4 separate regions of the Gossypium hirsutum genome follow, and regions 2, 3 and 4 are each linked to region 1. Evidence: chromatin contacts called from public Hi-C data. All regions are on one chromosome and are shown on one strand. The core of a region is the stretch at or near the end of the contact, and the rest is flanking DNA. Distances in the headings are between cores, read along the strand shown. Region 1 holds the start of LOC107961637 (20 kDa chaperonin, chloroplastic). Region 2 has its middle 47 kb from the start of LOC107951092. Region 3 holds the start of LOC107951092 (protein TIFY 10A). Region 4 has its middle 26 kb from the start of LOC107951092.

The links. A called contact is a pair of places that touch in the nucleus more often than the background predicts.
Region 2: a contact with region 1 is called in a Hi-C map of leaf, with 2.2 times the contacts expected there. The contact joins the enhancer-like site here to the promoter of LOC107961637 in region 1. A contact is called at or near these places in 16 of 34 Hi-C or Micro-C datasets (anther, callus, hypocotyl and 3 more).
Region 3: a contact with region 1 is called in a Hi-C map of leaf, with 2.3 times the contacts expected there. The contact joins the promoter of LOC107951092 here to the promoter of LOC107961637 in region 1. A contact is called at or near these places in 4 of 34 Hi-C or Micro-C datasets (leaf and petal).
Region 4: a contact with region 1 is called in a Hi-C map of leaf, with 5 times the contacts expected there. The contact joins the enhancer-like site here to the promoter of LOC107961637 in region 1. A contact is called at or near these places in 4 of 34 Hi-C or Micro-C datasets (all in leaf).

The regions. Positions count from the first base shown.
Region 1 is chrA06:21,541,646-21,545,300 of Gossypium_hirsutum_v2.1, reverse strand. It overlaps LOC107961637 (20 kDa chaperonin, chloroplastic), which reads left to right and starts at 1,653. Exons shown (of 10, transcript XM_041115858.1): 1 at 1,653-1,935; 2 at 2,306-2,561; 3 at 2,644-3,003; 4 at 3,127-3,229.
Region 2 is chrA06:21,179,139-21,182,793 of Gossypium_hirsutum_v2.1, reverse strand. No RefSeq gene overlaps it. Among protein-coding and RNA genes, the nearest start is that of LOC107951092, 47 kb to the left of the region's middle. Within about 2 kb of position 1,928, at least 2 of the 9 cell types and tissues checked have an H3K27ac peak or open chromatin away from gene starts, as enhancers often do. A contact at or near this core is called in hypocotyl and leaf, where this site is marked.
Region 3 is chrA06:21,226,239-21,229,893 of Gossypium_hirsutum_v2.1, reverse strand. LOC107951092 (protein TIFY 10A) reads right to left here and starts at 1,833. Exons shown (of 5, transcript XR_001698316.2): 1 at 1,360-1,833; 2 at 408-875; 3 at 265-322.
Region 4 is chrA06:21,251,926-21,255,580 of Gossypium_hirsutum_v2.1, reverse strand. No RefSeq gene overlaps it. Among protein-coding and RNA genes, the nearest start is that of LOC107951092, 26 kb to the right of the region's middle. Within about 2 kb of position 1,985, at least 3 of the 9 cell types and tissues checked have an H3K27ac peak or open chromatin away from gene starts, as enhancers often do. A contact at or near this core is called in leaf, where this site is marked.

The DNA.
Region 1 (3,655 bases), core at 404-2,903:
AAAAAATACAACATCGGTAAAACCACGGGCAGAGGAGAAGAAAATTCACTATGTCAAATTCGAATTAATACAAGAGTAATAGACTATGTCTAATTATAGGCTTTGTAAAGTCATATTCTAATAAGAGTGTAGTAAGAAAAGAAGTGTAGTTCTATATGAATTTTATTTATTCAAGTCACTTAATTCTAACAGAAACTTAATCAAATTTTTTGACAGTTTTTTATCATAAAAGAACACTTTTTTTCCTGACACGAATTATTAAGACATATCAAGGACCTATTTATTTTGCAGCAAGAATAACAAAAAAGTAGAAACTTTTTTATGTTTTTCATTGGGAAGCCTATGGCTTAAATTCATCTAAGCTGAGCTTCGATATATTTATAAGCGACCCCATCAAATAAAACACTTACCAATTATTGGCATCAAAAGGATCTCATTATTCTGCAATTTTTTCTATATTTAGGCATATGCTAATCCTTTTGTGAGTATAATTCCGATGGCATTTTTAATTACAGGCATGTCAGTATGAATGTGTTCCTATGGACAACCATAGAGTTCAATCGTCTAACAGGAGCCAAAACAAATTAGTAAACTTCATCAATAGTAAAACTCAATTCTTTTTTTCAATCCAAGTTATTCTTCAAAAAGGTATCACAACTTACGGTATTATTAACCTTGCAAACCCAAAGAAAGTAAATACATTCCATTTCCCATTATGTTTCCTCAATCTACTTGACTTAATATACACATAATATGTTTTTATTTATTTTAGGCTTCATTCATTTTAGCTCCTAAAGTATACTTGTTTTCTCGTTTTAATCCTTATTTTTTTCCCTCAATTTTATACCTTAAAAACACTTGAATTTTCAATTTAATACCTAAAATATACCTTCGTGATATTTTTTTAATCCAATTTTTCTCATAGCCAATTAAAAAAATACCACGAGGTGCCTTTATATACAAAAATAACTATTTTCTTTATTAATTGTATATACACATTAAAAATGTAAAAATGGAAATAAATATATAAAAGTTTAGAATATATATATATATAATCTAGAAAAAAACATATGAATTATAAAATTTATAAAAAAATTAAAAATTTGAAAAGAAATCAGTGGAAATTAATAATATTATTGAAAAAATTTAAAGAAAATTTTAAAAAAAAGTTTAAAGTACACTGGTGAATGATGATTCTTTTTGTGACAAATGATGTTCTTTTTTGCGCCACACATCAATATTTTTTGTGAAGTATACTCTTTTTTCGTTATAATTATGGACCGCTTTTTATGCATTTCAGTACCTATGGTTGTGCTTTTAACTTTGAAAACAATTACTAAATATTCATCTATTGTTGATTTAGCATTAGTTTGATTGATATGAATATTAATGTCAATATAGAAAAATATGAGTTTGAGTGCGTTAAAATGCATTATTTTTTTATTTATGGATTTAAGAGGGACTATACTTTTAAAAAAAAATTCAATTGGATTAATGAATTCAAATCTTAAACAAAAAAATATCCCATATGTTGGATTCGGTTAACTCTAGCTAAGTAGGCCTAAGAAAACAAATAACAAAAACTGGCCGCCATCAGATTGGCCCATAAATTCAAAAATAAAAACTGAACTGAAATAATAAACCTATATCTATACTCCAGTCGTCGGGTACAGCTGGCCATCATAATGATACTGCCAATTCATATCCCCGAGACAGCTGTAAAGCGAAGCAGATCTTCTGAAAAAAATCTTTTGCTTATCTACTTTATTTCCAAAACAGAACCATTTGCTTTTCTTCCATTTCAAAAGTCACAAACTCTTCTTTTCCTCTTTCATTCCGATGGTCTTAGTCGTTTCTTCTTCTCTTTTAATTTGAAAGTTCCCGGAAATTTTTCTCTATTTCTCTTCTAATCGATTGTGGAATCCCTCCCTCTAGGTATTGTTCCTTGCCATTCTTGAGTGCTGCTTTTGCTAATAGATGAGCGCATGTATTTTTTGTCCTTGGGATGAAATGGGATCTGATTTCTTGGAAATGTGTCTTTAGACTTTGAATGTCACCGATAATTGCTCCGATATTTGATCTGTCACGATCTGCACTTTGACATTTTGTTATTATCGTTCTCGAGTCTCCTAGTATGTCCAGAGTATGAAAACCCATATGAATCCCTAATTTTTTTGCTTGAAATCCTACATGTGCTTCCACCCAAACGGAGATGCAACGTTGAAATGAAGAGTTGATTTTAATGCTATGATTCTACCCCCTCATCTTTAACAACTAGGTTTGATGTAGATCTAAAATTTTGTAGGTCAAAAGCCGCATCAAAATAGATAGCCACCTTCGCCCTCTACATGTTCTGTATGGGTCTCGTTTTTGCTTCCAAGATAAGTACTTTGTCCTCTATACCATCCAACTCTGAAATGTAACTGGTAACTTGTTTTGAGATATCTTGACTGGTGCTTGATTTGCCTTCATAGATTAACTTGTTTCTATTTGTCCATATTAACCAGAGTCCGCAACAAAAGATTCTACATTGCTCATTCGTCCCTTGATTGAAAACCAAAGTAAGCCAAGTCCAAAAATCTGGATTGCTATTATTAAGAACCCATGAGAAGTTTAAATGTCTCCACACTTCCTTCGTTGTAGGGTACAATCAGAAGACATGGTTACTGTCTCCTTCACCTTGATGGCATCTAATACACTGATCCTCAACCATTACTCTTCTCATCTTCAGATTAGAAAAAAGTGGGGATGTAATTCCACAAAATTTTCCACATTGTAATTTTGAATTTCGAAGGCATGTATAGGTTCCGCAATTTCTTGTAAAAATTTTTAGTATCGGCCTGTATATAATTACTAGGATTCAATGTAGTATCCTGTAATAGTTTATAGGCACTTCTTACTGAGCAGTTTCTAAATGACTCCCCTCTCCACACCTGAAAGTCTTCATGAGTGGACTTTGCTAACAAAATTTGTAGTATTTTCCTAGCAATATCCGTATGAAAGGTATGGACAATCAATTAACTCTTCCAAGTTCTGTTAACTTCGTCGATTAAGTCAGACACTAATCTGATATTTTCATTTCTGCTGTGATTTTGTATTCTGTCTTCTTCTTTACCCAACACCCAGAGATCGGTCCACACTGATATATGGTCTCCTTTACCAACCCTCCAGCATAATCCTTCCTCCAGAAGTCTTTTTGCTGACCAAACACTCCTCCAAGTAAGTTAAGGTAAGTTACCTAAATGAGCATTTAAGAAATTTGTATTCGGGTAATACTTAGCTTTTAAAATACGGGCTAACAAAGAATTTGGATAACTAATAAGACGCCAACCCTACTTAGCTAATAATGCGATATTAAATTTATCAAGACTTCGAAAACCTAGACCACCCACTTCTTTTAGCGAGCAAATATCCTTCCAAGCACACCAATGAATCCCCTTTTTCCCCTATTTGTTTGCCACCTAAATTTTGCAATTATACCCTCTAATTTCGTGCATAAATATTTAGGAAGCAAAACACACACCATTGAACAGGTTGGTATAGACTGTAAATCAGCTTTGATAAAAACCTCCTTACCTCTTTGTAAGAGATATTTGATACTCTAATTATCTATTCGTTGTTGTAGTCTATCTTTCAAATTCTGAAAAGATTCATT
Region 2 (3,655 bases), core at 679-3,178, 360 kb after region 1:
CCCTCATCCTCCTGTATTGGCAACAATGCCCATTATATTCAAATTTTACTTTTTTCGGTAAATAAAAAAACATTAAACGATTACAAAAGTAATCAGGAAATGAAAAAACCTATAATATCCTTCTGAATTAGCTCCCGCACAAAATGTGGGGAGTTCTATAAACACCTCGATACCTGTGAAACATGTGGCAACATGCTTGGCCATGAAATTCGTAACTGCGTTATGAGCTTTAGGAATATGATGGATACAGATCCTCTAATTTCTTTGTATTAGATTATGGATAGCTCGTAGTTCCATAAAATGACTATCAATAACTTCTCTAGCCAAAATTATTTCCACCAAAAGGGCATTATCACATTCAACTTCAACCTGGTGAAATCCCTTATCCTATAATAAACATAACCTTTCTAATATTAACCTCGCTTTAATCATGAACACTTCGTCCTTCCCTAATACCATTAAATAGCCACATAACCAATTTCTATCAGCATCTCTAATGACTCCCCCAATTGCAGTTGAGTAAAAATTAATCGAAACTGCACCATCTGTATGGAGCTTAACCCAAACTTTTTTTGGAGCTGGCCATTACATAGAGGTAACCATAGGTCTCGCATGAAATCTAGGCACCGATGGTGGAGAGTAACTTTCGTCCAACTGATACTTGTATCTACCACATCTTGGATGGAGCTTTGACTACTAAAAAACAAACATATTCCTATTTTTCCATAGTAACCAGCACACTATGGGAAATAAAATTTGTCAATCTACCTTATGACTACTACAATCCCCTATGTTCTGCAAGTTACATACAATCCATTCATCAAGTGGTAATGATACAAACAATTCTTGTTCCTGAGGTGGTATAATTGAGCTCCAAACTGCCCGTGAAAAGGAATAATCCTTAACAACATGTAACTCAAGCAGTGGCCCTCACAAGCCGTATGTCTCCTAACTCTCTCTTCATTAGTTAACAATATGTTCTTCCACAGTAACCAAATCAACTTCCAAACATTAGAACTATTAGCCGAACCAAAGTGATGCATACCTCTATAGGTTTCCGCATGGAAAAAGAACTTCTAGTCGTCCATCTATATGACAACCAATCATTCCCCGCATCTAGTGAAGGCAACAACACCAAAGCTATTTGCATAACAATTGGGTCCGATACGAAACTTCTAAGACGACTCCAATCCTAATGCATAAAAACAAATTCTTCCAAGCTGGGAAGATACGAGGAAAGAAAGAGAGAGGGGTTTATATATTAGTTCAAAATTATGCATTTTTCGAAAGTTTCATTTTGTTTTTCAACTTATCAAGAAATGGATGGAAAGAAAATTAATTTTTTTTTCAAATTTTCCATATTTTCTACCAAGCACACTCATGAAAATATTTTTTTTTCTATCTTTCTATTTTTCTACCTCTTCAATTTTCCATCTTTCTATTTTTTCCATTCTACCGAACAAAACCATAATCTTCATACTTGGCAACTTTTTCTAGTTTGATCTTTTAAATATATTTGTCTAAATTATTTTTTGAACTTGAATTTTGTACAATTTAATGTTTGAAAATAGAGGACCGATGGGAAGCTGCACGTGGACATATTTGTCAAAAAAATATACATTTAATTTAATTAATATATTTTATTTAATAAATAAATGCATTTACTAAAAATTACTTAATCAACTTTTAATTTCATTTTAAAACCCAAAACATCCTTATGAATTCCACCATTCTCTTTTGTTCTTTCAACATTAAAAAAAAGAAGTTAATAGTCCTTTTTGTCTTCTTCAACCGATTTTTAAGGTTGGTTTTAGCAAGACAGCAGAGGGACTGTCGGCTGGGGCTGAAGCTGATGGCCTGATGGGTGTGGGGGCTGGGGTGGGTGGGTCACGGGTAGGTTTAGATTTTTTGTTTTTATTGTTTAATTATTTTTCTTTTATTTTTCTTTTATCCTTTTTCCACTTGGGCTGAATTTTTTAAACAGAAGTTAGAGCTTTTGTATTGTTGGGCCTTTTTTAGCTCAACCCAACCTCAAGGAGCCCAAAATTTCCAAAAACCGGTCTGATTGGTTTTTCGATTCCTGGTTCAAACAGGCTTTTGCTATTGTTTGGATCGGTTACCCAGCTGATTCTGAATTCAATCGGCTGGTCAAATTTAATTCTCAAAACACCTTGCATACTTATAATTTTAAAAAATAAATCATGATTTTTTTAGTTTTTTTAATAATTTCCCGAGTTCAATCTTTGGGGTTTTTTAATGATTTTTTTAGTTTTGTTATATTTTTTAAATAATTGAAGTGAAAATTTAATTTTCCTTGATATGTGGTAGCAAGTGATTAGTTAGTTTGAAATATTTTAATGAAAATTTAAGTTGGGTAAGTAAGATTATAAAATGAAAATATAGATGCCAAACTAATAAAAAAAATAAAGTACACAGATAAAAAATAGTATTGACATCAAAGAGAGAATTTAATTATAATACTAGGGTGAAAGAGGTTGGTCTCATGCATTTGCTTGGTCCAAAAACCTAGAGAATGATTTCATGTTGTACTAAAAACGTTTTCGAAGTTTTGAAATTATGGTATTTTTTTAAGTTGAGCAAATGTTTTGTTAATATAGTATCTGTGACGATGGTTTATCTAGGTAAGGGGGTATTTCAAAATATTTTAATGTGGTATTTTTATTTTCAAAATGTCTATTATAATACTTACTTTTGTATTGTTTATTAATGTAATACTTCTGACTAATGGTATTAATTTTTGACGTTTTAATACATATAACTCATTAAAATGAATCCATGTGCTCTAAGCGGTATTGGTAATCAAGAAAATTCTGTATATCACTATTAACTTGATGGCAACTATTATAGTTAAAAAAAAAAATTTACCCAGGATTACTTAGTACATTGAAATCCCCTCCTATAAGCCAACAGTTTTTTTTTTCAATCCTCCCTTGTAAAGCACCAATTTCATCCCACAGCAGCTTCCTTTTAGCACTATTATTGCTTTTATAAATAACTATCAAAAACAAATGTTGACCGTCATTGGTAGCATAACAAGTTAGAAGCTGATCAATAAAACCAAATGCATCAATTTGTGAATTACCCCTCCATAGTAAGCAAATCCTTCCATTTATAGTATGACCATGATTATGCAAAAACTTCCTTTCTACTAAAGCTTGGGTATTGTGCTTTCACCTCTAGTTTTCAAAAGATAAAGAATGTTACTTTTAGCTAATTCACCCTCTAAATTATCTTACTTTGCTTTAAGGGGTTGTTTAGCCCCTTTGTATTCTAGTCATATATTTTTGGAAGGAGTAGGACTACCTCTAAGTGCCTTGTACACCTTTCTCTCTTGTTTTCTTTACTACTTGACCTTTCCCTGTTGGTTTGAGTTGGGACATCAACTTAGCCACTTCCCTTGCTGCATTTCTTTTCTTTCTAGGAGTATCATCGCTATCTATAACCTTATCCACACTTCTTGCTCTTGGGGCACTGTCAGAATTCTAAAGTTATCTACATCTGAAACTTCAATAGGATTATTAACTTCAACCACATTAATTTTCTTTTCCTTAAGCTCTCCTTGTTGTAGTGGCTTTTGGGGGCATTGTTTTACATAGTGGCTAAAAGAAGTGCATTGCATTCACTTTGGAGATAT
Region 3 (3,655 bases), core at 584-3,083, 320 kb after region 1:
GCATTATGTTATTATCCTGATGAATACAACAATTTATGGGAAGACTCAAATCCTAAAGTCACCAAGATGTAACACTCACACCCTCCCCCCTTTTTTCTATCAAATTTTCTAATATGACTATGAAAAGAATAAAAGAATAGTAGGATACATGAATCAAAACAATCAAGGACACAAAAATTGACTCAAATCACTAGGTCAAAACAAATTACAAAAGGTTTTCTCTCAAAGTATAATTTTTCCATTATTTGATCTCTAGATGCCTACCTATCCTTTCTCTTCTCAAGGAACCGGTGGAGTGAAGCTCTCCTTGCAATTGGTAGATCTGCAAAAAATAGACACCAACTAATAAGAACCCTGAATACAACATGAAAATACCAAACCATAATTCCATCTTCAATAAGGCTTACCGCCGGGAATGGATCGCTGAGCAGATCGTATGCATTCTTGAGTTACCGTGGTGCTGAAATTAGGGGTAGGAGGAACCCCGATACCGGACTCAATTGGACTTGTTGCTATGGTAGAAGTAAAGGGGGCATTGATGTGGGGAGGATTGGTGTTGAAGCTATTGCTTTGAGAGCTGCCTTTGCCAGCTAAAAGCATGATCTCCTTAGCTTTGTCGGCCGGGAAATCGTTGAACACAATCACTTGTCCACCATAAAAGATGGTCATCTGTGCAGTTTGAGGCTCCACTGAAGAACCCAATTTGTTCATGGTGCTTTTCAGAGCATCATCTTTAGGTGATGAAAAAGCAGCTTGATTAGGGAACAAATCCATGGATCTCAGTTTCCGAGGAGGAGGCGCCGCAAGGCAATCATCACCGGATTTCTCATTGACAGGAAACAAATTCATGGTGGGACGCAGCATCTCGGGAGTCTCTGCAACATATCCATAAATAAAACGATACATTAGGCGTTTATGTTTCTGAAACTACCTTCTTTACTAGTTGTATGCTTTCATAATAGAATTACTGGGGCTATTTATAATGGAAAAAGAATAGGGCATTTTAGCAACAGAATATAAAATTGAGGGGATAAATATCGCAATAGAGTTTTGTTGCAAACATGATGATTCAAATCCCCTATACGCACATGGTTAATTTCTTTTCCTGGACTATTTTCAGGGGAGACCGAGAGAATAAAGGCCATGTTTTTTTGACTGTTTTGAACAATAAAATATGAATATGTCAATTTGTAATTTCTGATTTTCAGATCTGAATATTAAAACCATTTTTTTATTTTTTTATTTAAAAAAAAAGAGAGATTAGAGCTTGAAGATTGATTCAATTAAACCGCTTTAAAACGGGCAATTAATCCAAAACTAAAAAATTTAACCCAAAAAACAAAGAACTAAAGAACATACCATTAGCTTCATCGTTGCATGTCATACCCAGACTTAGATCTCCAAAGCTACCTTTCTCCTTCAAGTACTGACTCAACAAGTTACAAGTTTGGGTAAAGCTTGTCTTCTCCGGTGACCTCGTCGGTTTCTGAACCAAAAATTCCGGTGAACACGACATATTCATAGAAACCAGAATCCCAGCTATTTACCCCTTCTGCTCTTTTTTTTTTGGGGGGGGGGGTGGGGTGGGGTGGGGTTCTTTTCTCAGAGAATGATCTTTAAAACTTTACTTACAGCTAAACTAAGGATATGTTCGAAAATTATGATGTTAGGCTAAGCAAAGAGATTTTATTTATAAAAGAGGAAAGAAACTGGCTTTGTTTTTAATCTCAGAAAAAAACAAAGCTCGTAGAGGAAGGTGGGTTAAAAAGCACGAGGAATAAATGAGGTTTTTTTCTAAGCTTGAAAAAAGAAAAAAAGAGATTTTGGGGTGCAGCCCTACAGGTTCCTAACTCGTGAGGGGTGCTTCACTATTATATCGTCTCGTCTCCTTTGATTGGGATTTTCAACACGTGTTCTTTTGTTTTTTATTTTCTGTATCTGTGTCGACGGCGATGTTTTATCAGTTTATTTTTTTATATTTCAATATTGATAAAAGTATCTTCGAAATTCCTTGATTATGGAGATTTAATTAAATTATTATTAAAACAATTATAACTCATTTCACTTGAATTAAAAAAAAATAAAATATGGGGCTATTTTTGTTTACCCAATTACTTTTTTTTTATTAAACACTAGGAATTATAAAGTTGCATATTTGGAGCATATAAATTCTAAATTTCATACCAACTTTGACAGCAAAACTCAATTAGTCTTTGAGATTAGGTTGAAAATAATTTTTTTTTGTCATAACTGGTGTCTAAGTTTTTTTTTCTCTTTGATATTTTGTTTGTTTAACCTTAATTAAAAATGGTTGTATGACAAAAATATTATTATTTATATATTTATAATATATTTTCCTTCCTTTTTCCTCTCATTTTAGATGTTTTATACAAATAAAAATATTTTGAACTTTATGATTTTGATTAAAGTTTTCAAAAGTTTATTAGTGCAGTCAATGTACGGAGCCACACCCAAAGTCATCGTAGGAAACATCATATTTTTATAAGTAATTAAATTTTAATATTATTTTTATAAAGAAACGATAGAATATTTTCCTGAAAACCTCTAGCATTTACTTTTTACTTAAATAAGCACAAAGGTAGTTGGCAAAAAATAAAAAAGCAAAAGAGTAAACGTTATTTCCTCAAAATAAAAAAAAATAAATTGAATTCAGAGTGAGAGGTGTCTGATTTTTTTTGGTTAGAAAAATTGAAAGTTTGATTTTACTGATGAGTAGTTTTCTCAAGTTACAATTTACTTAATTATAAGCATTAAGTTAAACATAAAAATTTAAACAGATGTTTAAAGTGAAAAAAGGGTAGTTTTGTAAAACAAGTCAGCTTAAATATAAAAATTTAAAATGAGTGCATAATCCTCATTTTCTGTGGGCGCCACAAACACCGCCTTCTCTTCTCTTGCCTTCCTTGAATCTCAAAAGAGGCAACCGCACGTTGCTTTCTCCAATAATAATTGCACATGTGCCAATCCACATGCCCCTTTCCCCAATAGGAGCCTGCAAACTTTGGATGCCTCCTGCGCCAAATATCCCTACACCATTTTTATTCTTATTTACATTAATTTACTATTAGTATATTTAAGTTTTGAGCACTTAATTTTAAAATAATTATAAAATAGTCATTAGATTATTTAAAATTTTCATTTCAGTCACCAAACTGTTAAAATCATTATTGTATAGCTTTTTTTTTCATACTATTTACACCAATTGAAAGTTATAGCTTTCTTTTTTCATACCACTTACACCAATTGAAAGTTTTCTTTCTCATTCTTTTCTATGAAACAACTTTAAACATAAGTCCTAATAGTTTTTTGCTCTAATCTTCGACATTGACTGTTAGATCAACTTATATCTAAGGTATATTCTTTCATTCGTCGATGAGTATTAATTGTCGAAACATTGCTTAGAGCTCACTAGCCGAACTTTAAAAAAAAAACTTAACAATCTAGCAACTTAAATAAAACTTTCAAATAGCCCAATGACTTGAATGAAAATTTTCGAATAGTCCAGTGACCATTTCGTAACCTTTTAAAGTTGAATAAGTAAAATGTAAATAGTTTCCAAGCAGCTTCATATCATGAGCGAAAAAGGGTTATTTTAAAATAACATATAATATTTAATGAAATTGGCAGTATTTTT
Region 4 (3,655 bases), core at 736-3,235, 290 kb after region 1:
GAGGTGGGATGAGACGGATAAATAACTTCAAGAAGAAAATTTAAATGGTTAGAATTTAAAATTGCATGTTGTTTGGAGGCAAATATGAGGAAAAAAAAGTTTGACTACAGGTTTGATTGATAGGTAGAAAATAAAAATTAGATTTTTTAGGTTAGTTTTGGCCTTCAGCAGAATGGATTTGAATAGTGGATTTAAAATATTTTTATTTGGGTTAATTACTTATATTAAAAATTTGTATCTATAAAATATAAAAATTCATATTAAATATACATATATAATCGGTCTAAACTTGGTTTAAGCTTCAAAATTTCTGTTCAAGGCTTTATTATGTTTTTGTTTAAGTTTGTTTTTCGAGTTTTATCTACTTATCCAAACCCTCTTTATTTCGAGTGGTCTTTTGAACTTAAACGATTAACCCAACCCTTGGACAACTCTAAAACGGGTGTATTCCTACCATCAGCATGCTCAATCAAATCTTAAACTGCAATGCCTTCCCCCAATTCTAGCTGTTACTCGTAGGGATAGAGGTATTATTCCAAACAATATTTCAAGTTATGTTTAGTATAAGTGTTATTTATTCACTAGTATAATTGATAAATATGACTTATTTTGGAAAAAGAAAATTTCTTTAACTTATTTTGAAGAGGCATTCTTTTATAAAAGTTTTTTCTCGTCATTTTAGTTTTAAGTTCAAATTTGTACTAATTATTTTTTATTTTATGTTTAATATTGTAATATATATTAAATAAGTTTTCTTTCTCCTATTATTATAGTAGTAACCAAATATAGTATCATATATAATTTATTAAAAAATCATTTTTATCGTGTTGATTTAAAATGACCAACAGTTTTCAAAACCTTTCACGATTAAAAAAGATACGTATAATCATTCTTACTAAAAAAAATTAGATCATTACTTGATAATATGTATCGTATTGGTGTTCATACAGTGGCAAAACAAATACGGAAAATGACACATGAATTGTGTAAGAACTGGTCTCTCACATGAAACTCAATCCACTTAACCCCTCAGAATTTCAAACCGATACTTATCTGTTGGGCCACTCTAATTTGCCTTTTCTGCAAGTTATTTGTATACCCAACTTCTTTGGTAATATATTAGATTCAAGGTTTGAAGTTTTTTTTTTTTCAATTTTTCATATTAGTTTTACAGTTGATATTTAGGTTTGTTGTTGTCTCTTTTAATTTGTATTCTCGTTATGGGAGTGTAATGTTTCTTACCATTACATTCAACCACTTATTGGCAAAGTTAACGCTACAGTAACTATTAGTATATTACATTAATAAGTATTGAGTGCAGTAGTAAAATATATTGTATTTTTAAAAAGAAAATTCAAATTCAAACACTGAAAAAGACATTTTTGAAAAAGATAACTACGAACCCAAAATAATTAATTTTCATGGAATGTAAAATAAACATGTAGGATACCTTAATCATACGAAAAAAAAACCATTAGTCTATCACTTAAAAGCAAATGAGTTTTGTTATTTGTACGTAATTATACTCCTTAAAGTTTTGAGTTTTAATGTTGTGAGCAAAAAAAATAACATGAAGAACCTTACTTTTGTTTAAGACTCTAATTCGGTTTCAAATTTAATTAGAGTCTAATATAATTATTTGATATTGAAAAAAAAACTGGACAAAAGTTAATAATCTCAATATTTGACTATTAATTGTCTCTAGTTTTTTATTTTCAAGTGAAGAGTATTTGGACTTTAATTCAGAAAAAAGGTAGGTTATGATTGTGAAGAAAGAAATATAAGAACAAAATTCAACCCCTTGTTTCCCCTTATTTATGCTCACAGATCAGCCCTTTCGGAAGAAGAAAAGCATGAGAATTACCAAATGCCAATTATTATTGTTGAAATAAAACTAGTTTTCATAAAATTACAATTACGCACCTGTTTGGAGTTTGGACCACCCACCTAATTTTCCTGAATTTTTTATTTATTTATTTTGGGTAAAAACACCTGGCTGATAAGATGCCAAGTATATGTGAATAGAAAAGTAGGCAAACCACACGAAGCAAAGCAAACGCGTGATAATTAATTATATTATAAACTAATATATATTTAATATAGTTTTATATTATTTCATAATTTTTATATTTTTCTAATTCAACTATTGAATTCAATGTTTAATCTATGTAAATCATGCATATAAAGTTTAAAATAAACAAAATCTTTTAATTTTTTATTTTATGTAAAAAATTTAACTATTATATATATATTAATATAGATAACATTTTAGGTTAAAATGATAGAAATCTCGGATTGATTTGAAATTTTACATTTATAGCAAGTACAATTATATTAAATTTGAATTGTTAAAATATCAACCGTAAAAAAAAGTTATGAATGAGTGTAAAATCATATTAGTTTTATATTAGTGCAAATGGTTGAGTAGTAAAGTATTTGATGTGTGTGATAATTAATTAAAAATACTATTGAGGGAGTAATATTTTTATGTTCGAGTTTAAAGATTTGATTCGACTCAATTTTAGATTTAGTTAAAGTTTAAAATGATTTTAGAATGTCTAAAATTAAAAAAAAAGATAAAATATGCTTCCATTCTTTTTACTTTACAAAAAGTAAGAAGTTAATCCAAACAAAATTATCAAAATCAAAATCAAAATCAAAATTAAAAAGTTAATACTAACAATTTTTTTGTTTAAATAATTGAGCAATAGTTTATATGAGAAATGCAGGGCATGAGAAAATGGGTTGGGCATTTTTTATGAAGAGACGAATCATGTGGTTAATCAATCGGAGAGCATTGTAGCAATGGGAAGACTAGGCTTGACTGCTTTCACCTCTCCCCCTAGGCCCTATAGATTGAAAGCCATGGGAGCTACCTGTGGGCGGTTCTGCTTAGAATAGACTTGCAGTTTGTTTTAGGGCTTTGTCCTCTTTTGTAAAAAATATATAAAAATAAAATAAAAGATAAATAAAAGTCAGAAGTCTTTTTGTTTGCGATTAACATCAACTATCAAAATCTAATTTTGATAAATTAAAATAGAGGAATTAATTTTTTAATTTTTATAAAGTATAATACATTAATCACAAAAAAAAATGTATAAAAGGATTAATGTACATTATAGTCCTAAACTTAACAATTAATACTTACTTGATATTTAAATTTTTTTTGGACCTAATTGATACCTAAATTTGAATTTTATTAATCTAGTGGGTACTTCTTTTAAGTACTTGAGTAACATTGGTAGTTTTTTTTATCTTTTTAATGTTTTTTAATAATAAATATTAAAGTAGATTAAAGATAATTCAATTTAAATGTTTTTTTCTTTTTTAATATAAGTGTCGAAATTAACGGCATCACTCAAGTAGCTAAAAAAGGTACTCACTTGATTAACATAATCCAAATTTAGGTATCAATTAAGTCTAAAAATAATTTAGATACCAAGTAATAATAGTTGCCAAGTTCAAGGGTTGAAGTGTACTTACCCATTAAAAAATCTGTAACAGCTCGGTTTTGACCCTAGTCAGAATAGTGGTTTTGGAACCACAAATCCGAGTTAGAAAAATATTTTAATATTAATTTCCGTGTATTTGATAAGTGAATTGACATGTGTGAAAGTCTCGAGTGAAAATTTAACTGTTTGTGTGCTTAATTTGC